Regions from separate parts of the Siniperca chuatsi genome. Here region 1 is linked to region 2. A link is a contact called in public Hi-C data. All regions are on one chromosome and are shown on one strand. The core of a region is the stretch at or near the end of the contact, and the rest is flanking DNA. Distances in the headings are between cores, read along the strand shown. Region 1 overlaps si:dkey-71h2.2 (low density lipoprotein receptor adapter protein 1). Region 2 holds the start of fndc4a (fibronectin type III domain-containing protein 4).

The links. A called contact is a pair of places that touch in the nucleus more often than the background predicts.
Region 1: a contact with region 2 is called in a Hi-C map of skeletal muscle, with 3 times the contacts expected there. The contact joins the enhancer-like site here to the promoter of fndc4a in region 2. A contact is called at or near these places in 2 of 3 Hi-C or Micro-C datasets (liver and skeletal muscle).

Annotation. Positions count from the first base shown.
Region 1 is chrLG16:14,132,080-14,137,249 of ASM2008510v1, forward strand. si:dkey-71h2.2 (low density lipoprotein receptor adapter protein 1) reads right to left here. Exons shown (of 9, transcript XM_044169614.1): 4 at 871-985; 5 at 326-398. Among protein-coding and RNA genes, the nearest start is that of si:dkey-71h2.2, 29 kb to the right of the region's middle. Within about 2 kb of position 2,297, the one cell type or tissue checked has an H3K27ac peak away from gene starts, as active enhancers do. A contact at or near this core is called in liver, where this site is marked.
Region 2 is chrLG16:14,086,639-14,092,171 of ASM2008510v1, forward strand. fndc4a (fibronectin type III domain-containing protein 4) reads left to right here and starts at 4,197. Exons shown (of 6, transcript XM_044169884.1): 1 at 4,197-4,864. The coding sequence starts at 4,789.

The sequences.
Region 1 (5,170 bases), core at 1,047-3,546, 44 kb after region 2:
TGGCTGTTAGAAATTCAAGTTTAGTGGCAATTTTACATGCAGGAAGTACAGTAGTGTCTCACACATATAGCGCAGTGGAGATTGTGAAGGTCAGGATGGTGGCTCAGCATGTGAAGCACTTTCCTTCTGTTACTTTGGTTGTTAAAACATATTCAATAACTGTCCTCCCAACTTGGCTTGAAAACCCAAAGAATTCCCAGTTAGATTTGCCACAGATTGGATGGATTACAGCCTTTCCTTACTCGTACTTTTTCTAAATAGTTTAAGAGGAAAACCTTTCACTAAACTGTCTCTATGTCACCTTCCCTTTGTTCAGTAAACTCACCTTCCTGAGCAATCTCCCAAAGATCGAGGGCTACTTTAAAGGCCTGGGCTACCGTTAATGTCACAGCCTGAGCCTGAAGAGAAAGGGGGAAGAATAGCACAGTAATGAAATATAAAACATATATGAATAGCTGTGATTCAATTTGGTGGTTCTGCTTTAACATCTGTAGTCTGATTATTTATGCTACTACTAACTACTGCGACAATTAGATTTTTAAATGTAAACATTTTAACAGTTTCTTCAATGAACTAAACTATTTCTATTCTTATTGATTTCTCAAAGTAGGCTGAATTAACAGTAAACAGTACAGACTAGTAAACTGTGAGGTGGCCTGCCACAAGATGGAGCCACACACCATCTACATTTATGCTACTTGCTGCCTGAAGTGGAGTTCAGTATACTGTATGTACTCAGTCCCCAAAGAAACCCCTTAGAAACTGTCCTCATGACCTGCTAAAGTCCAACAGCTATATATCATATATATCAAGATAAATACACATATATAGGAGGTATATACAACAAAATCACAAGTGTTGCACACTTACAATCTTCTTCTTTTGGCAGAGAAATGCATGGCACTCCAGCGTCTCATTGAACTGACACTGCGAGACATATGCGAAGACCTTATCCTGAGTTTTATCTGCCGTGCAGTATGAGATTCTGGAAGAGAAGAGACATAACTTTGCTTTTGCACTCAACCTTTTGCATATGCATAAGCAAACCAATCATAGCAGGATGAGAGAGGTGGTTATGAATATTATGCTGATTAAGTCCCACAGCTGGGAATGGTGGAGCAGGAGACAAATGAGCACCAGTGACATCCATGAGAGATGCTTGAAGCTGTGAGCGAGCTCTTCAGTGCTTCATATTCTCACAACACAATGTGTTACATGCAAAAATCAATTCAAATGTTGATATAATATTTCTTTGTGGATTCAAGGTTTTCCATGTAAGGCTCAGAGGTGTTATGATAATGGAGGAACAGGGACAACCTACAAATTTTGGGTTTGAGCTATGCCAACATGCCAGCTTAAAAAGTATGACTTTTGTCTTATTTGTCTGCAGGAAATCAGATATAGAAAACTGTTCATTTCTGAAATAACCTCCCTGACGATTACATAATATATTGCGGCTTCTGTTGAAATATCTGAATTTTTACTGTCAGAGGCAAATGGAAAGTCTTGGATTAAGAAATGATCTCCGCCGTGACTATATTGCACTTTAGACCTCATTCCCAACAGTCACACTGAATCTTTCCTGGATTTAATATCTGGTTTTCAAGAAATCCAACTGTCTGCAAATCCAGGGACAGCCATGACAGGTTATTTTCAATGGTTATCTAAAACCAATTCAGACAAAGTCCACCAAGCCATTTTGCTCCTCCACAACACCTTGTATGTATTCACTGAAGCGATGAACAACAAACCGATGGATTTGTTTTGTCGGTTTTTATGCAGGCTATTAGAAGCGGTATCGATCTTGAGTGACCCTGTATGTCTGTCTGAGGTCGTTACCTGAACCAGCAGTGCATGTCATGTTTGTTGCTTTATATAGATGTGTAAATGAGCCACAGTGAGTGATGCACTTGATGCACTTTGCCACTATAATTGAACATACAACCTTTATTATAAGCAGCACAAGGACAAGATTGGGTGCTTTTACTCTCATTATGCCTGATATAGAAATATGCTGTACGGGCCGAAGTTGTTATTTTTCTCTGAATAGAACACTTCAAATCATTCTATCTCAATTAGACATAGATACTCAGGATCTCTGCATGCATGTCATCATCACCAGTGAAGGAAGACGCCATTGGACTGCAGTCAGTGGTGTGTGGATCTCTATGTAATCTGCTGTCATTACAGTAACTTGTATACAAAAAGGGATCTGTAGCTGATAGCCCCAATTCAAAAAGGGCACTAAAAATTAAGTAATTTATTTGATCAAACATCAAGCATGAAATCACCAGCCTTCAGATTTCTCTCTCAGATTGTTTGCTGGCTTGCACCACTGCTGCATGACCCACATTGCAATGCCCAGGACACCCAGCTCTGTATTCCCCCCTCTCCCCCGTGCTCCAACTTGTATTTGGGCCTTAATTGTAGAAAAATGAGCAGAGAAGAAGTTGAAAGGGCCTATTTGACCTATTTAGGTTTGGAAAACAAGTGTGATGTAACCAAAGTACTGTAACTGCTCAATATAAACTTAATTATCATCTTATTGAGATAGTATCTACTTTCTCCCTAATATTTTGCACAACCTGAATTTCACTTATTTCTGTGCACTTGTATTGTTTTAGCCTCCACAGACTCTACAGTAGCAGTACTATCAATCAATAGTAATTAAATCAGTAACTGTGGTGATGGTAAAGCAGTCTTGTCTTTTAGGGATTCAATGCTTTAGGGTTTTGAAAGACAATATAAAGCAGAAGAACAAACAAAGAACAAGAAAAGACTGTGACTGTGCCTTTGCATGAAAGTTATTTAAAAGCTGCCAATGATTTTGGTTTTGATTTTCTTTCTTTAAACTTATCACAGTTCTAATTAAAAGTCCCACCCTGAGCATGTTATACAAAATTTAAATAAAGGTTCCACAAAAGATCTAAATAACAGTCAGATGAAGACTGTAGCCAGAAGATACAAAGTCTGCAAACACTGCCAATGCCTGGAACTCAGCAGACTCCTCTCTCTTATTGTATATTGCAGTAGAGAGAGACACCCAGAAGTGCTGAGTTTAACAAATGCATTTCAACAAGAAATGTTATACATTGTCCACAATATGCAGTTAGATTTCCCAGAACATTCAGCTGTAAGCATAAGCAAAATGAGCAAATAGGTCAGTGCACATACAGTGCCTGTCTGACTAGCTGCCCCCAAGAACAAATGACTGTAATTTTAACATTGAACTGTGTACAAAATTATACAATGATGGTGAACATGGAAATTATGAAATTTGCACCCCATCTCCTTATCAACAGCTTCAACGTTTTTCACAAATATGAATGTATCAAACAGCATGTTCATTATAATATGGCATACATGTGACAATAATGTGAATCTCTAAATTAAGACATCTCATTGGAGTGAATACACATTTAAGATTGCATCTTATAGGCAAAGACACACAAGCTTCCTCTTCGATTTACAGCAACTTCTATGGAGTGTGATGAATATGTGCATGAACAAAGGTCTCTTAAAAATCCTGGTGCATGCAGATTTCACACATTATAAGACAACTGGTAGAAGAAAAAACCTTTTAATGCACCACACAATGGATCATATTCACAAAATAAGCCTTCAGCTTGAAACAACAACATTAAAACAAATAATTGACACCATCGCAGAGTTTTTCACTAGGCTTGAACAACAGAAGCTGAGCTGTCAGTCTGCATCATATCTCCAAAGGGGCTCTGTGAACTGCAAGCCTTTGATCTCCTCACTCTGTAGAGCACCGGTGTTTGTGAGGCAGAGAGAGAATATCAATGGAAATATTTAAATATTTACAGTACAAAGCCTGAACAGAACTTCATACATCAAAGTCTCAAATTCTGTATATACACTGAATAAAGCAGGTATGCTGTTTAACAATGAACTACTTTTGTTCAACTTTTTACCCGACATATGAGCAATAATGAAAAACAGCACTTTGCTTTTGCTGCAGGGAAGCAGTCATCAAAACATTTTTTTGAAAAATGGTGAAAAAAGCTAAATCTCAAACAAACAGAAAATGGAAAAATATTTTCATGAATGTCAAAACACTGGCACGTGTATATCACACTGTTCAGGGATCCTACAGACATAACACAAAATCTAATGGTATGTCAAAACAATGTGCATCATTACCAAGTGGAGTGTCAGCTATAGTTCCAGCTCTGCTTTTCTGACCCACATGTTTTGCTGATTGATATGCTGGTCGATCTCTGAGAGCTCTTGTCAGAATAAAAATCAGTAACACCGGTCCAGATGGAAGCTCAACACCTCACAATGTTGTGTTTATTGGGAGGTGCAAGTATCACTGCCTGTATGTTATTTTCGAAACCTGGATTTAGACCGGGTTTATATAGTATTGTACACAAAAGCCTGTCAATACTGAAAATCAAACAAGCCACTTGTCTACTGATCCAGTAAGTGGCAAATCTGTGTATGACCCAATAACGGAAAATACACAATTTGTTTTGTTTCACACAGCTTTGAAATGTAAATATGTGTTTAATACAGATTTGTCATTTTTTCTGATCCAACATATTCTGTTTTAAAAGAATAATTTGGCATTTTGGGAACTACGCTGCATATTCCCTTTAGAGGGAGTTAGATGAGAATAGATCGATACCCCTCTCATGTCTGTGCATTAAGTGTGTAGCTAGTGCCAGGAGAAGTTATCTTAGCTTAGCATAAAGAATGGACGCAGGGGGAAACAGCTAGCCTGCCTTGCTCCAAAACTCACAGATTAACATTTTATATCTTGTTTGTTTACCTTGTAAAAAAAAAAAAAAAAAAAAGTGTTAACCACGTTATGGTTTGTGTGCTTCGGCAGTTTCCCCCTGCTTTCAGTCTTTATGCTAAGCTAAGCTTATTGACTGCTGGCTCTGGTATTGAAAATGTTCTACTGTATATCATTACATGAGATTAGATATCATGTGGGACTTTGGTGTTTTCCTGGTCATAGTTAAATGATACATTTCTAAACTTTCTTCTACTAAACATTTCTCCAGTGAAATGAACGGCAAATGCTTCTATATGTTGGATCATCACATCAACATTTTTCTGTGTATGTATATCTAAGCTTCAATGGCTATCTGTAAAATATTGACATATATATTTTGATACCCCATTTGGTAAAAACAAC
Region 2 (5,533 bases), core at 2,947-5,446:
GTATAGATCTATACAGTGGGCTGATTCTCTTCTTTCCTAACCAAAATGAAGTCTTATGCAGAGGCCATTTGTGCTAATGGAATTTTCTTTGATGAAGCCAGTACCAAAGAAATCTGCACGCAGGGGCACATTTTATGGAGGCCTGCTTACTTTCCTTTAGCTGGTTGGGAAGGATTTAGAAAACTATCTGCTAGATTGATATTTTATCTTTATATATGAATCTGTGTCAATTAATTTACTGTAGGAAGCCTTAAAGCCGTGAGGTAGCACGAACCTCACCAACACCCACAAATGTATTTGGTGATTGACCACCATGGTTGTGCTCAATGATGAGTCAAGGGCACTGGTAACTACAGGGAAATTTAATTACATGTGCGCTGGTGCAGTAAAAAGTACTGAAGGATACTGCTGTCCTACGCAGTGGGGGCTGAAATGTGACCATTCAATGTTCTCTTAGACCTTCTGTCTCCAGTGTTAGGTGTTAAAGGACTAAATGAGCTGATTCGTTTTAAGAGAATAGTCAGTATGATAATGGATGAATCAAACGAATTAATGAATTCTGGTATGAGTGCGAGCATCTATCTATCAGCTAAATTAACTCCAGACAATCACATAAACCTTTTACTGGACAGTCAAACACTAAGCTACATTACAGCCACATCTCACACAGCTGCAGACTTGCGTAACATCTGATATCTTGTGTCATGGACATATGAGTTTTTAGCTCACCAACAAGACAGCTCATCATCCCTGATCAGTATGCAGCACTGTGCTCCTGCCCATTTTAAGATCCCTGCTCCCTTCTCTTATAGTGGTTTGTGCACCAAATGTCAGCGTAAATATTCATATATGTGGCTTTGACCTTGGGTGGCTGTCTCTTCCACTATGCTTTCTCCCTGCCTGTTTTTTACATTCAATATAAAAAAAAAGAAGAAGAGGAAAATCAAGAAGAATACGATGTAAAAGTGGAGGTGAGATGTTTTGTCAACATGTGATCTGGAGCGAAAAAACACAAAGAACAAAGATTGATGCAATTTTTGTCTTTTGCATTTACAATTTCTTTAATATAAGGTATAATTAATGTACAATATACTGTGGGAGGTACACACAATGCTTTTATCCTGTCATGCCATTTTACTTTCTTGTGACTGTTACTTAACTGCTTTATGTCCGAGCCAGAAAACTATTTGGACTTTGAAAGGTGTCATCCAGCACACTGTTTCCAATCTTACACTGTAAGTACCTGAGGGTCATCAGGAGAATGTACAAAATGAACTACAAACAGTCCATCTGACGTCACTCATTAAATCCCTGCCATCTTTCTGCCTTCTCATTACTTTAGATAAAGTAATGAGAAGGCATATAGTTCTTTAACTGGACACTGAACACCAAGCAATTAACATTTTGAGTCTTTCCTCCTGCCAGGTCAAGTTATTTTTGGTATATTTTAACCCTGTCCTTGTGAGATCTTGCTCAAAAGATTTCAAATGAAATGATGACTAAGCATTACGGAAGAAAATGGGACATAAAGCCGGGGAGTATAGGGATAAATGGGGTTCAAAACCTGGAAGAGGTTTGAAGGTGACTCTCTGCCTTTTAAAAGGTCCTCTGCACTTTTACTTGCTTAATTATTTCATTAGAACGTGCTCTTTAAGATGACACCTGCATAAAATTATGTTGATTCAGTGATTCAAAGTGTTTGAGATTAATCCAACAGTCCAGTAATGTGAAGGTGACTCATTCCTTAAAGTATACAATGGGAGGTAAAAAGGGCCAAGCCCTTGTACTGTAAAAATGTACTGTAAACACAGGAAGTCAGCATCTGACTCTGAATGGAAAGACATCGTGTCAATTGAGAGAAAAACGGAGCAAGAATAACTTTTGGTGCGCTGAGACAATACGTCAGCTCTGAACTCTGATTTTTAATCATATGGAACCACGCTATTTCGTTGACAGTCTAATAAAGAAATTCTCTGTTTCAATATTCCAAAACCTGTAGGGGTGTATCTGTTCTCAGGAGTGTAACGCTCAGTATCACACAAATCATCAGTCACAAATGGCGCTCCCACACTGAGAGTGAAAATCCATCCATCATGGTGAACTGTGTACTTTTGCACAGAGCTTGAATTAATTTGGTAGGACACTGTTTTACCCAGGTTACACACAAAATGAAGGAACACTCTCCCTCATGCAGTAAACAGCTGAGCAACAGGAGGTACTGGTGCAGTCGAGCAATTATGTAAAAAACAAACAAACAACTAGGTCCAAAATTAGAATGAAGCAGAATTGAAGTGCAGAACATGCTGAGTGCTTCTATGCAACATTTAAAAGCCATAAGCCTGAGTGCTGCTTGTATAGATCATTTCAGTTTCATTGTAAGCTGTTCATTGAATTCCTTATAGCACATTTTCCAGTGTGGTTGAAGCTTTTGTCTCATTCTCTTTTTAATGCTGCTATAAATTATTCCCCAATGTATCTACCACTTTGAACAATTATGAAATATTTTCCACTCACATCAGTTACTTTTATAGGCCTTTTCAAAGACTTATGAGGTACTCCAAGCTTAAACCCTGTGATAACTCAACCTTTAATTCCCACTTAATTCTACAGACTAAAGCAGCTCTTGCTGCCTTGTTGTTCCTTATTGGATTGTTTTTTGCCTTTTTCCACAGTGAAATACTATATAATCTATACTGATGGGAGTTGTTTTGCCTGAGCCGCTTGATAGAACTTATATAAAATATTTTCAATCATGTTGTATTCCAACAAATCAGCAACTTACTTTATGTCCTCTAATACTTTTTTCACTGGACACACATGTGATCTAGTGATTAAAGTAAATTATGAAAATAGGGAAGTAATGCTGCCAAGACTTTGCCTACATTCTGGCTCATGTTACTGCTAAAGATTGTTGGGCTAGTGCTACATCACTTTGTGGTATTTCTCTTTAATGTGGGATCCAAGAATGGCTAACATCTTACAGGACTGAAAAGAGACAGGTTATTTTTACAATGAAACAAGCCATGGTGTAACTCAAGCTGAAAACCTCTAAACTGTAAGAAGACTTTTAAACCAAGAAAATTCAATTGCGTTTGTATTACAGATGAGCTCAGTAAATAACTGGAAGAAAATAAAGTTTGATACACAAGTTGAAAAGAAACAGAATAGTCATTAGAGACAAATATACTGACTTTACATGAAGGAAACAACATAACACAAACGGATACAGTCAGTGCAGTGAGTGCTAACCACAACAACCCCATGTTTCAGTGTCTTTGTTGAGGTAAACTGAAAAGCTGTTATTGAGATAAATGCCACAGAAATGTCAGCTACAAATAGACAGCTGTCATGGTAACTCTAATATCTAATATCTGGCTTAAACGTCATATATATAATTTTTTTTTTTTTTAACAAAAGCCTCTCTCTGTCTGCTCTGGCTCACAGAGGACTGGTGAGCACATAGAAACCATGGCAACACCTCAGAGGTGGGGAAAACATTTTTTTTCTTGACCACTAAAAGCTTTCGAGTGGTTAATTTATAAAGTTGAAATGGGCAGTTGAAAAATAAAGTTTTGAAAGGGGCAATAACACATCTAAGGAGTTATTTTGCTCCTTTATTGTAGTTTTTTTTTAAATTATAATTTGTATGACCTTGTTTCCATATCCACTCAGTATCTGAGTCATAATTAGAAGCTGTATAATAAGTAGTCTCCCACACATTTGATGACCTCTTTGTTGTGCCATGAATAAAGACTGCAGTAGTCTGCATGTGCTGGCAAAGACAAGCAATCTGACGTGAAATGCTTGTCCCATGAGGCAATGCACTCAGTTTATCAATGGCATTCATCTTCCTGATAACATGGTGTGTCTTTAGGGGGCTGCACAGTGTATGATGGGTGAAGTAGAGCAATGTACAACATCTATTGTCATAGAAAACATTCTCTCTCTGGGAATGTCTCAAATTTCACTGTCATTCAAGACACCATAACAACCTTGTAATATCAACACTCCTCACCCTGTTGCGGTAAATATTAGCTTCTGGCAGTGCTACTGAAATATTAAAGCAGCAGGAGAAGCATGCTACTGCGTGAGTGGCGGCTGTAGCCCAGGTAGGCGTATGGATGCTGCTCCCTCCTCTGATGACACGTGGGAGATTAATCATGGTGTGCTGCGCGTGCACTTGAGCTGAAACGCTAAGTGCCAGAAACCTGAGGGTCCTGTAGGCTACTCGGAGGTTGAGTGGGAGGGAGGAGAAGGGGGGGGGAGGCGGAAGGGCTACCGTTAAAGTGCGTGAACAAACAACATTCAGGTCTGAGACGTAAACAGTGAGCTGCGGAGCGCGAGGACAGACTAAATAAACTTAGGCGCTGTCCGTGGTGCTGAATCGCCCCACGGCGTCCTCTCAGTCCGCGAGGGGACCGACGAGCCTGTGAGCGTCATCTTTCCTACGACCTGTTCATACCTGAGCTCTCGTGCGAACCCAGGGATGATGGACGTGTACAGTTCCAGCCACCAGATTCATGCATGAGAACATGGACGGAAGACTTGTGGATTTAAACCCTAAATGAAGAATCCGCCTCGGCTCGACAAAAATGTTTCTGAAGACATAATTTGTTAAGACATCATTTGTATTCTATCTATCTATTTATTGACCAGCTCGAGCCCGAGGCATTCATTCATGAAAGGAATTCCAACATGTTGTAAAAATGAACCGATGTAATTTAGTTGCCCTTCAAGCATAGGAGATCTGCGTTTTAATCCGAGGAGAGCAACGATACCCACCGAGACATGGCTCGTCTGCTTGTTTTGGTCAACTCCGTGGTCCTGTTGCTTTTTGGCAGCGGCATGTTCTTGGTAGGAGCAAGTAAGTATAAGCCTCTATAACAGAGGAGTCAAACCAATTAGCCTATTGTGCATTTATAGCCTTGTAAAATGCGCCATTAGCCATACAAAGTAGCCTGTTACAAAACGTGAACATGTCACTGTGTTTGTTAGGAGTCTAACGAGGCTTTTGTTGGATTTGAATCTGCGCCTGATGATGCACTTAATTCCACCTTTCAGTCACACACATCAATTACAATCCAATAGTTTTTTATGCTCATGTATACTCACTTACTGTATTTTTATCATAATAGCCAGCTCATCCAGTAGCATCTGTTTAACCAGTACAGAATAGATGCAAGGAAGTACAAGATGGGCTGTTATACCTGACTTTACTTTCTTTGAATCATGTACAAAAACAAGACATGGTGTCTATTCTAAAATATCCTTTGTGTTTTATATTTAAATTCATAGCTATATAATAACCTTAAGAATAACCTTGGCAGTTTGCCCTACCTATGCATTTAATAAAAAAAACCAATATTAGCACGTTTAAAGCAAGAAACCTGCCCTTTTCCCCCATTGTGCCAGCTCACTTGGAAGGCACTCTCTCTCAATGGTGTTTGACTAAAGATAGACCATTTAATTCTTCAATTGCGGCACTGCTGAACAGTGTGAACTCATAAAAGCTCTTATTGGGCGCCAAAAGTAC